Regions from separate parts of the Mus musculus genome. Here all the other regions are linked to region 1. The links are chromatin contacts, called in public Hi-C and targeted proximity ligation maps. All regions are on one chromosome and are shown on one strand. The core of a region is the stretch at or near the end of the contact, and the rest is flanking DNA. Distances in the headings are between cores, read along the strand shown.

The links. A called contact is a pair of places that touch in the nucleus more often than the background predicts.
Region 2: a contact with region 1 is called in a targeted proximity ligation map of bone marrow-derived macrophages, with 8 times the contacts expected there. A contact is called at or near these places in 18 of 484 Hi-C or Micro-C datasets (the 63-12 cell line, the G1E-ER4 cell line, the HL-1 cell line and 13 more), 7 of 130 datasets of targeted methods (the 230-238 cell line, CD8 T cells, acute myeloid leukemia and 3 more) and 1 of 9 other capture datasets (embryonic stem cells).
Region 3: a Hi-C map of the G1E-ER4 cell line shows a contact between it and region 1, with 2.4 times the contacts expected there. A contact is called at or near these places in 1 of 484 Hi-C or Micro-C datasets (the G1E-ER4 cell line) and 2 of 130 datasets of targeted methods (embryonic fibroblasts and embryonic stem cells).
Region 4: a contact with region 1 is called in a Hi-C map of the C2C12 cell line, with 2.0 times the contacts expected there. A contact is called at or near these places in 4 of 484 Hi-C or Micro-C datasets (the C2C12 cell line, the HPC-7 cell line, cerebral cortex and 1 more) and 1 of 130 datasets of targeted methods (large pre-B cells).

What each region holds. Positions count from the first base shown.
Region 1 is chr19:35,125,184-35,128,062 of GRCm38.p6, forward strand. No RefSeq gene overlaps it. Among named protein-coding and RNA genes, the nearest start is that of Gm31568, 25 kb to the right of the region's middle.
Region 2 is chr19:36,004,969-36,007,847 of GRCm38.p6, forward strand. The region is part of intron 1 of Htr7 (5-hydroxytryptamine (serotonin) receptor 7); the gene reads right to left. Among named protein-coding and RNA genes, the nearest start is that of Htr7, 51 kb to the right of the region's middle.
Region 3 is chr19:35,923,051-35,925,929 of GRCm38.p6, forward strand. It overlaps A830019P07Rik (RIKEN cDNA A830019P07 gene), which reads right to left and starts at 1,528. Exons shown (of 5, transcript NR_152130.1): 1 at 1,320-1,528; 2 at 437-497.
Region 4 is chr19:35,874,139-35,877,017 of GRCm38.p6, forward strand. The region is part of intron 2 of A830019P07Rik (RIKEN cDNA A830019P07 gene); the gene reads right to left. Among named protein-coding and RNA genes, the nearest start is that of A830019P07Rik, 49 kb to the right of the region's middle.

The sequences.
Region 1 (2,879 bases), core at 243-2,742:
AGTCTAAGCTGACGTTTTTTGCAACCATCGACAGCGTTCAATAAATGCAGTAGACTTGACTATGAATCTATGTAGCTAGCTATGTAGATGTGTAAAGATGACATGCTAACTAACCTGTAAAGTCCTCTTTTGTTCATCCACGGAATGGGGATGGTCAAGAGAATAAATTAGATAGTACACATACAGTTTTGAGCACAGAGTCAAGGAACACTGTAGACATCCAGTAAGTCTTAGCAGTTATTGTCAGTATTACTAATGTCTTCATTTCTAAAGTTGCTTCCAATTTTCTGATACTAATTTTCCTCAATGGCCACTAGGTGGCAATACGGTTAGTTGAAAATACACCGTGAGGGCTTTTCTTTCTACCAGTAAAAAAATCTGTGATGACAGGTAATTTCAAGCACTTTGTCTTAAGCTGCGACTTAATGGCTAAGAGGTTTGCATTATTTTGTATTGAAAAATGCTGGAACAGATCCTATTTGGTTCAGCTATATTTCCATTAAGTTCCCTCCTCCTTTTGCTCTTCCTCTAAATGGGAAAATATTGCTGAGTGTTCTGGATGGCACCGTTAACTCTACAGCCACACGAGCCACCCAAAGCTTGCAAAACACTGGGAAGGATGTCAGTTCTGTATCTCCAGTCTACTGTACTGAAGGGATCACCAGGCCAAACTCCACAGTGACTCAGAGGCAAGGCCATTGGACTGCCTTAGATGGAAGCTAAAGACAATTAGATAGTTCTCAGTGTGAAATGGATAAATTCATAAAGAGCCCGGTGCACCAACAGGAAACTGTTCCCCACCATGCTTAGAGATGCTGCATTGAGGGAAAGAGGCTGTTGTGACATCTGTGGAATGCAATAAATAAACAACAAAATACAAATATAAATACTGTCCTTATTGACAGCGCGATAGATGTGAAAATTATGTCTTACCTTGTAGGTTATCAAGGTATTATTTCATGACTGTTATCAAAGATGTGTGAAAGATCTATTAGAAAAGAATAACTTAGCTGTTAAGGAAATTTGGAGGGGTTGAGTGTCTTAATATAGGATGAGTTGTCAAATTCACCCCATTATACTTTAACCATGGACTCTACAAAGGAAACAAACGTTTCCTGCAGATGGCTAAACTAGCTATGGTATCCACAATGTGGTATATACTCAACAAATGTTGGTTATACAATGATAAAATATCCAATAAATTATAGCAAGTAAATGGATCCTGCTGGGAGTCATTGAAAGGAATTTGCAACTAGCATACCGTGTTCTGCTCATATGAGGATCTTATCTGTGCCAAACACATGAAGATGTGAAATTCAAATAAAAATATCGAAAGAAGTAAAAGAAAAAGTCAAGTTTAAAAATAAAGCAGAGACTTCTACGAGTCAGAAATGAAACATTGGAATCTGGGGAGACTGTCTGCCTTCCTTCGTGGGAGTAAAGATGGGTCCTGCTCCTATGACAACCGAAGTAAACAGAACCCTGTGAAGTGCAGCTTTGGGCCCTGGCCTGCTGCTCGCCCTTAACCCCGATCTTTTCCAGAATGAGTAAGAAGCCTACTACAGTCGACATGCATAGCTGTTTTCCTCCTAAGTGCAGGGAATTGCGTTTCATTTTCTTTATTTTACAAAGCATATTGAAAAGGGAACTAACTATTACTCACGGAAATGATTCAGATAGGGCAAGCTCCCAGACACTATGAGAAAAAAAAAATAATCCCCAAATCTAGGCTAGAAATAAGTTAAAAATAACCAAGAGCTGTGGGAGACACTTGCCGCTGTTGGTGTCTGACCTATGAAACAAAACCGAAACCACGAGTTTGCTTGAGGTGCGTGGAATCAAAGTGACGGGAACCAATTACCTGGTTAAGGGTTTTATAAAGTTTTGAAAGTTCTTCTCTAAACAGTCAGACAACAAATGTTTTAGGTTTTGTGAGCCATATAGCCCTTCTTCAAACTATAGTGACAAAGCAGCCATAGCTCTGCCTCTGTAGAAATAAACCATGTCCCTTTGTCTTAGTGAAATCTTACCCCCTCAACGAGATTCATAGAATGAGCTGTAGTCTACTAGTTCTGTCCTGTAAGTCGGCTTTTCCCATGATGAGGATAGATGATGCCAGCTTTCCTACATTCTTGAGCTGGGGCTCTTTTCCCAGTAAACAGACACCGTGATTAGCCTTTTATAAGCCTCTATGCTGGCCAACTTTATGAAGAATACTTCTTTTCCTTAGATATATCAGCTCCTCGAATTAGTCTGGAGCCAGGTGCTGTGGGCTTTGTCGAGTTTCTATTTTCTTAAGGTGACTCTGCATATCTCTGTTTCAGTTCAGTGAGAGTTTATTACCCTGACTACATTAATTTCCCAGTAACGTGCTGGCATGTAGCCCCTTACTTCCAAGTTTTCTAGAGATTTTTTTCCATTTTAGATTGTATGCCATTCCTCATGTTGTGGTTCAAGCAAAGCAGTGTAGCAATTGGTGTTTGAGTTGCTTATCTTTCCCAGTTAATAATTCCAGGTAAATTGGTCAGGCAAACGTTATATGCCCCAGTACAGGGGAATGCCAGGGCCAAAAAATGGGAATGGGTGGGTAGGGGAGTGGGGGGGGGACTTTTGGGATAGCATTGGAAATGTAATTGAAGAAAATACGTAATAAAAAAAATAAAAAAAATAAAACACTAACAGCAACATAAAAAAAAAATAACTCCAGGTAAATAATTTCTACTTTTTAGTGGAGTGGAGCCTTACTTGCATGCATCTGTAATACAGATATACCTTCAACTGACTGCAACTTTAAAACAAATTCACATTTAAAACCTGCCCCCCCCCCAAACCAGCCCCCAGGAACTGGTTCAGTTTCTGCTCTGACTGGTGGCTGACTG
Region 2 (2,879 bases), core at 278-2,777, 880 kb after region 1:
GGAGCTTTCCCAGACCAGCCTCCATCATGCCAGAGGACCGTATTTAAGCTGCTACCAGGCCTCTGCAGTCACTGGATTCCCATTTCATTGTTAAGCTGTGTCACTCCTTTGCTAAAGTGGGTTAAAAGGCAGCCACACTCTCTTTCCTTCACTCTCATCTCTTGGCACAAGGTCCCGAGTGACTCTGGCTGTTGTGTCTACTGTGCTTTTGCTCTGTGACCCTTGACCATCAAGCTGCACTAGGAACATATTGGACCTCTTACAAGCTAACACTGATTAGGAAAACCACAGCTCTTGCTTTGTTTTTTTTTTTTCCATTTTTACAAAACTCAGACCTACACATGAACACATGTCTACTTAAAATTGTGCAACCAAATTCAATCCTGTGACATTTGTGGTTCTCTCAATTAAGGGACAAGATACATCCCCACGATATTTTCTGCCAAATGGTGGCAAATTAAACTGGCCAAGGAAGCCATTAATTGACTCCTTCAGCTGAGCACTTAATGGTCACTAACCACATTGCACTCTTACTTGCCGTGACTTAAATTTTAAGCAAGGATTTCCTACTCTTTAAGCTACTGTATCAGTTATGGAACAAGCTATTAAAAATACTGTAACAGCTAAATTAAGTAAACAGTTCTTAAAAGGCTGCCATTTTCATCTGTGTGGCTTTCTTAATGTCAGGCAAAGAAGGAAAAAGCAGGAGTGGGGAAGAAAAAGGGAGAGGAAGAGGAGGAAGAGGAGGAGAAGGAAAAAACCAAGTTAGACACTTAATTGAATGTGTCTGCAAATGTCTTACACACAGGTTGCCTCTGAAGTTTATTAAACTAGCTTGCTACTTCCCTGAATTATTATAAGAATGAAACATCACAAATTTAAACTAATAAATATATACTAACATTATAATTCCCTTAATCATTTTATGCATTTACATTTTAAACTTTCTTATCTGACACTGCATTTAAAACAGGCTTGGAGGGAGGCTCAGAAAGTTTTATACCAAGCCCTTCTATTTCGTGAGCACCTGTAATACATGTAAACACACACACATAACACGTACATATAACACACATATAATAACATAACACACATACATATAACTCACACACATATACAACACACATGCACAGGCATACTGCACAAAGTAGTTAAAAGGAGATAGATTTGGGGGTGACAGATTCTAACCTGGATGTTAAAGGCAAGTTATGTGGATAGCTTAGTGTTTAGGGGCCACATTGAACAGAATTCAGAGGAAAGGAGAAATGAAAAAATACCAAAGAAAGATCCAGAGATGAATCAGAGGATGCTCAGGACAGATAGGTGGTCCAGATGTGTGGGAATGCTTTGATTCATGTGTACTGAAAGGAAAAGGAACTATTATGGAGAATTCTTATAATTTTATATTGCACCATCAACCACTTAAAACATACGTCGAACTTTCTCATAACAGAAGCGAGTGACGCTTGGCTACGTTCCTAGTTCCTCATTGTGGTCAATCCGGTTATCTGCCTCATAGAAGTGCCTCTCAGTAGCCACTTCCCTGTGTGGCAGTTACAATCTGCTTGACAGACCTTGTTCACTTCCACATGCTGCACAGCCTGCACAAAGTCACTATAGAAACAAGTCTCCATCACAGAAGGAGTTCTTGAAGTTTCCTTTCTATCCACTGACAAAAATTTCCTGCAGAAAAACTTGTTTGGATAATGTGTTCTGAATCCATTAAAGGCATTGGCTCACAGGTCCCCATTTTTCTCTCTCTCTACTCCCTAGCCCTCATGTGTGTCTTACAGGTATCCATATGTTCTTATTGGCCTGTAAGTAATAATTAAGTAATAAAATACTTCCATCTTGCCTCTCTTAATAACTACAAGTGTGTTGCCCATCTTAAAGATCCTAAATGAAGACAAAAGTACAAGAAGATTTAAAGCTAGCCTAGAAAAACAAAGCAAAAAACAAACTAACAAACGAACAAAGAATAGCCCTCAAGTCTTTACTTAAAGCAAAGTTGCACACTGTTGGAAACCCCACCCCTAAGCCCACCTTCTGTAACCCAGCAACAACAGCAAGTCAGCAGCAGCAGGCAAAATACAACGCACTCTCCCTATGTGCATGCGCTGTATCTCTGTATAAAAACCAAGTGCCCTCTCTTCCTGCCCTCTTTTCCCTACCACCTTGCTCAGGGGCAGCCTTTGTAAAAAATAAAATAAAATGAAATGAAACAAAAACAAAAAACAAAATCTTCAGTGAGACCTGTTGTATGGTGTGATTTCTGCCCCAGCATTCCTTTGCTCCAAGCCACCAAGGATTTGTTTGTTTGTTTGTTTGTTTGTTTGTTTGTTTTTTTGAGAGAGGGTTTCTCTGTGTAGCCCTGGCTGTCCTAGAACTCACTCTGTAGATCAGGCTGGCCTCGAACTCAGAAATCCACCTGCCTCTGCCCCCCAAGTGCTAGAATTAAAGGTGTGTGCCACCACTGCCCTGCTCCAATCCACCAAGGGACTCTGCTGCTAAATCCTAACACACATTATATTTTGATCCTATCAACCTATGTCTAATGAACCCAAGGAGCCATGTTTTTGTTTTTTTTTTTTCAAATTGACTCTTCATTCTGCCTTTCAGCTTTTTTGGTTTTGGTAGTTAATTGGTTGGTTGGTTGGTTGGTTGGTTGGTTGGTTAATATTTTTTTCTTTTTTCCTTTATCTTTTTTCTTTTTTAGGGTGTTTTGAGACAGGGTTTCTCTGCACAGCTCTGGCTGTCCTGGAACTCTCTCCAGACCAGGCTGTCCTCAAACTCAGAGATTTGCCTGCCTCTAACCCTCAAGTGCTGGAATTACAGGTGTACATCACAATAGCTGGCTCCTTTTAATTTTTTTCATTTCT
Region 3 (2,879 bases), core at 278-2,777, 800 kb after region 1:
ATATTGGACAACTGGCCTTATTACAGAAGTTAAATTTCATAAATTATAAGTATAATAAAATTCATAATAAATGCAAAAACATGAATATAGGTGAATGCTTTTAACCTAACAAATTGTAACAAGAATTTTGTCACTGAAGCCAGAAGCTATAGAGTGAAATCAATTCACATAGAATTTCTGGGCAACAAAATCAAAATGCCACAATGATAATGTTTGAAGGACAGGAAAAAAATAGCAAGACAAACAATGCATAAAGAATTACTGCTATTACACAAAGCATTCCCACAAACTACTTACGAAAAGAATGATGGCCAAAAGACAATCAAGAGTCAATTCACAGAAGTTCAAATTGACAAAAGTACAAAGAGGTTCAGTTTCATCCCTTGCTGAGACGCAAACACAATGAAAAGAAATCATTTAAAACCACAAAACTCACCACATAAATGGCCAGACCCGAACATGGCCAAAGAGGGAAGAATTGTCCTTGCCAAGAGCTGCTGAAGAGGATAAGAGAAGACAGGCTTTTCAGGGAGATGGCTTTGTCAATCCATGTCACAATCATAAATGAGAATTTTTAGAATCAGTTATAAATAAACCTCATTCAATCCAACAATCTCATATACATAGAAATTCTACACACACACACACACATTGGAGAAGAAATATGTGCAAACATAACCCACTGCTTTGTACATAAAATTGTAAAGAGAAAATAAAATGTCCATCACTAAATGATTAGTTAGATAAATAATGTGACATGGTGTGACACATATCATATTTAGAATATCTATATAGCTGTATAAACACTAATCCAGTGTAGGATACTCCCAGCTGAATTGTGATGTGTGCTATATTTGTTGTGCATCCATATGCACTAAAAAATCTACGTGTTTATTTCTTGCTGGTGAATTTCAGTGATTTTACTGTCCTTTTAGTTATGTCATTCAGTTTTGCTTTGTTTTTGTGTTGTTGTTGGTATTTCGAAACTCCTGTCATTTTAACTACAAACTCCTAAGGTTTTTCAAAACAAAAAGTCTCAGCAGCGAGCTCTCAAACTCGCTCACCGTCTTTGTTTCTCCCACTGCGCACGTGCTGCCACATCCCATCAATCCTAAGGGCTACAGTGTGTTTCCCTTCATATCTTTCATTAGGGCAGATCTTAAAATTGGCAGTACCTCCCATGGATGCTGCACAGGAGGCCACTGGCCACTTGCAGATGTGTTCGTGGTTGTCCTTACTGTGTCATGTTGTTTGGGGGACAGTTGTGGAATCTAACTGGCATTTAAAATAGCTTTGGTTACTTTTGTATAATGACTCACCTCAAACCTCCATGGTGTAAAATGACAGAGACCATTTCTCCTGTTTCTGGACGTCATGATGAGGTTCCAATAAGGAAGTCCCTTAAGATCCCATTCCCTTGTCCCACAGTGGCTGACAACGGACAAACAGGAAGTTGGAGGAAATAGGAGAGGCTGGAAAACAGTATGCTCTTCCATGCGGTCTCAGGGCTTTTCCATGTGACTCTCTGGGAGTCCAGCCAGCCTGGTGGTCACGGGGCCTGAGAATGTTGCCATGGAGGCTCCAGGCTCTGACACACTTTCCAGCAAGCCAGCTGCCAGCTGCATCCTCACCTCTGATCTGTCTTCAGAAGCTGTGCAGCACCCTCCTGCTGCCTTCTTCTGCTTACAGGCAAACCCAAAATACCATGATATCCAGGAGGGAAGAAATCAGGCGTCCCCTCTTAATGTGGAATGAGTAAGGTTCCAGAAATTGCATTACTGTCATATTTTTGCTAGCAGGGGTTCAGGGGAATCTGCCGCAGTTTTATAAAAGATCATACCATTGTTTAGCACTGAAATGTAAGGTCATTTTTAATCCAGGAAGGTACTGTCTGATAAGAAAAAAATAATTGAATTCTTATCTGTTTAACAATGCTCTTTCAATACATTTAAAATAAAAATCCTAAATGATAAAAGAACATTGCCTCCAGATTTATCGGCACATTTTTTTTTCCTTCTTAGTGACTACACGAGAGATGCCTTCACTTGTCATTCCATGCCCACCTCTCCTTGAGAGGCTGACCCACAACACCCCTCCCCCCATGCCCTCTGGCTTCAGAATGAGTTGGACTGGTGAGCAGACCTGGCGACAGAGGAGACAGAGGAAGAAGAGGAATCCCCAACACTAGCACCCCTCCTTCCCCTGTGTAAGCCTGCCTGACAGCTCCACAACTCTCTCCCAGGTGTCTAAAACACATCCCTCCCTGAGTTCTTCTGAGGTCAGAGGATGACAGCTGCTCAGATGCCCAGTCCCAGGTCCCCACATGTCCCTTGATGGGTCTGTTCTGTATTTATAAACAAACTGACTAATGAGAGGCCACTTGACTCTGGGGAACAGAGAGCCACTGTAATATTGTCTATTTATAATTCACTGTGCCATAAACACAACTTCAGTGATGTCAGCTCAGCATTGCACATGGTTTGAAGTTGTTTGGCCCAGATCTAACCTTGTTACGAAGCAAAACTAGAGGAGCACCCAGACGGGGAAACCAGTTAGCATCCATCAGTGAGGACCTACAAAGGGAGAGGATACAGATACATGCAGAGTTGGATGAGGTGGCAATAGCTGGGATGGAATAGAAACAGGAGTGATTTTACTGTGCTACCTAAGAAACCTGGGGAGGATAGAATAATAATACCCCAGGACTCTCTACTTTGCATGGTTCAGTGTCAAAAGTTAAAGAGGACCCTTGAACACTGAGAGACCTGGGTTTCATGCAGATATAAACTAACATAAGTGAATTTATTTTCTTAATATCTCTGAGGTGAGCTCAGCCTTAGCCACATTGTACATTGTCATTCTAGGAGAACCCCAGACAG
Region 4 (2,879 bases), core at 248-2,747, 750 kb after region 1:
GGGGGACCTCTGCCTTCTTAGAGATGAAGAGAAGGGGTGGAGGGAAGGGATGAGAGAGAGGGGAGCTGGGAGGGGGGCTGTGATCGGGATGTAAAGTGAATAAATAAATAATTAAATAAATAGGAAAAAGGAAATAAAAACAAAAAATTATAAGCTAAGAAAAAAATTGAAATCACATTCTTACAAATGTTTAGTGAAAAATATCATTAAAAATTAAAATTAAAAAATGGTCAGGTTTGATTATTACCCAAATTCAATAACATAGAAAATACAGAACTGACTTAGAACTTTAGGAATGCAGGATCATTTGTTTTTAATTCCATTTTTAATTGAATATGAATGTGTGTCAGCTATATCTTAAACTATTTTGTGTGTATTAGCCATATAGTGATTCCTGGCACTGAAGGAATAACCCCACAAGGAGCTCACCGCATTTATAAAGTGACTGTGAAGCAGAGAGATAACGTTTCTCTGCAAGTAATGTGTCAATGTTGCTTTGATGGCCAATATCACCTATCAGACAGTTGTGCCGGCTAAGTCAAGAAAGTGCCTGTAAGCACTGGGTAATGACCCTACCTGAAGCAAGCCTGCTTCCTAATGTACTTGCTATCATCATACCCAAGCCCATCTGGTTTTTTTCTCTCTAGTCCTCAACATCCCACATTTCTTTTTCACTCTCATGGAAGTGCCTCAGATAGCAGAGACTGCTGGTTTTGAAGAAAATGTTAACAGCAATCCACAGCGGTATGAGCATCAGTATTTGTCCTAAAGAAGAAATCAAGAAGATAACAAGAATGTGCTTTATTCCTGATCAAAGAGTCTTTTCTGGGGCTGGAGAGATGGCTCAGCAGTTAAGAGCACTGACTGCTCCTCCAGAGGTTCTGAGTTCAATTCCCAGCAACCACATGGTGGCTCACAACAATGGCTCAGTGGTTAAGAGCACTGACTGCTCCTCCAGAGGTCCTGAGTTCAATTCCCAGCAACCACATGGTGGCTCACAACCATCTGTAATAGGATCTGATGCCCTCTTCTGATGTGTCTGAAGAGAGCAATGGTGTACTCATATACATAAAATAAATAAATCTTTTTAAAAATCTCAAGAGCCTTTTTTTGGAGTATGAATTATCTACATTATCACTTCCACATTTGGAATATGCAATGTCAAGGACAGAGAGAACATTTGTTTGATGTGCTTGGTTGATTTTGTTTTTCTTTTGTTGTTTTGTTTTGTTCTGTTTTTCAGGATGACGAAGACTTTATTGAATCCCCAAAATCTCTTGTTGAGATCTGTTCTTCCTTTTCCCCATTTTGTAAGACACCAACAAAATGAACTCCTTGCTTTACAACGTAATGTACAGCCAACAGTTGCAAAACACAGATGACAATAGCAGCAATAGCAAAATGACTTGGGATTGCTGACTGACAGGGAAAGTCCAAGCAGCATCTGCTCACACTGCCAAGTCCTCTTGTAGGCTGGGTTTCCTAAGAATATAGAGAGACAGAAATTCCCTTTTGCAGGTCAGGTTTCTCAAGAAGCTGACTCAAACAGAGATTGGTCTGTGGGAAGTCCCTTAAAAATGTTCTCAGTGAAAGATGGGACAGGTGGAGAAGGTATGCAAATGGTAACAAATAATTCTTAGCAGTAGACCAAAGCAGTGATCATTTCCTATGCCTTTCAAGGGGGACTTTTTAAACCTTAGATGATTAATCTCTAAAACCATCAGGTTTGTCAAATTAACTATTGTACTTCATGTTATTTCTTAAAATTGTAGAAAGCATTATCCTTAGGAGAAACAGTAACCATAATAAGCTTCTAGTTTCTGTGACTCACAGGAGGAAGTCTAGCTGAGACAGCATGCATGGATGTATTATCCCCCGGGGCTCAGTGGCAAGCATTCCACAGTGAATAAATATAATTATACTCCTTAATATTGGCAGGTTGTCCTCATTTCCCTCTATTATATTTAATCTTCTCAAGTTTAATTCTACATTGATAGCAAGAAACTACACTATAACTCTGTGGTTTTTATTAATTACTGATAGGTAACTGATCTTCTCTTCTCAACTCAGAAATCATTGCTGTCTCCTCATCTTCTCTATCACATCACTATGGGCCAAAAAGCTACCCTAGGCAGTGACAGTTCCATGTTTCTGGTCCCTTCTTAGAGTTACAAGTTACAAATGTGCTTTCTGGTATTTCTTAGTTGACTGTGGGGACAAACAGTGTGAAGTTTTTAGAAGACTGATGAGAAAAAGAGGGGCCTAGAGTCCTCTAATCAAGTCTTATGGGATATATGCTGCATAGAAACTAAACCATAGACAATCAGAATACTAGGTGGACGAGGGAGCAGAGACCCCTGAAACCATGGATAGCTGCCAGCCGGCTGACTCCATGTCTCATTTCCTTTCCATCAGTTTCCTGGAGGGAAAACGGGAATTTCTGTCTTTATATGATGTTGTTCTTCATAGAAGCAGAAACCTTAAAGCTGCTGAGACAGAGAGAAAGCAAGGATGCTTGATCATTTTTGTATAAATTCTTAAGGTAGGGGGAGTAGAGTCTACCTTCTGTTTTCATGAAACAAAACATAGCTCACCATTTGCTTATTCTGGATGTGCCTCGGCTGTTTCCTTGGCCATTTTACTGCTTTAGTCAAGCAAGCATTCCTTTGAAGACAGATGTGACAGAACAGTGTGCCCTCCATATCTCTCCAGAAACAATAGGAGAACGCTGTTACATACACAACAGAGGCAAGCTTTTCATAGATCCTTTCTGTGCTAGTGTTTTCCAGACTCAGGGTCTACATCTAAAGTTTCAAACTATACTTATGTATCTGCCTGGAGATTTTTTCTGATGCCTCTCTAAAGTCTTGTGGGTAAAA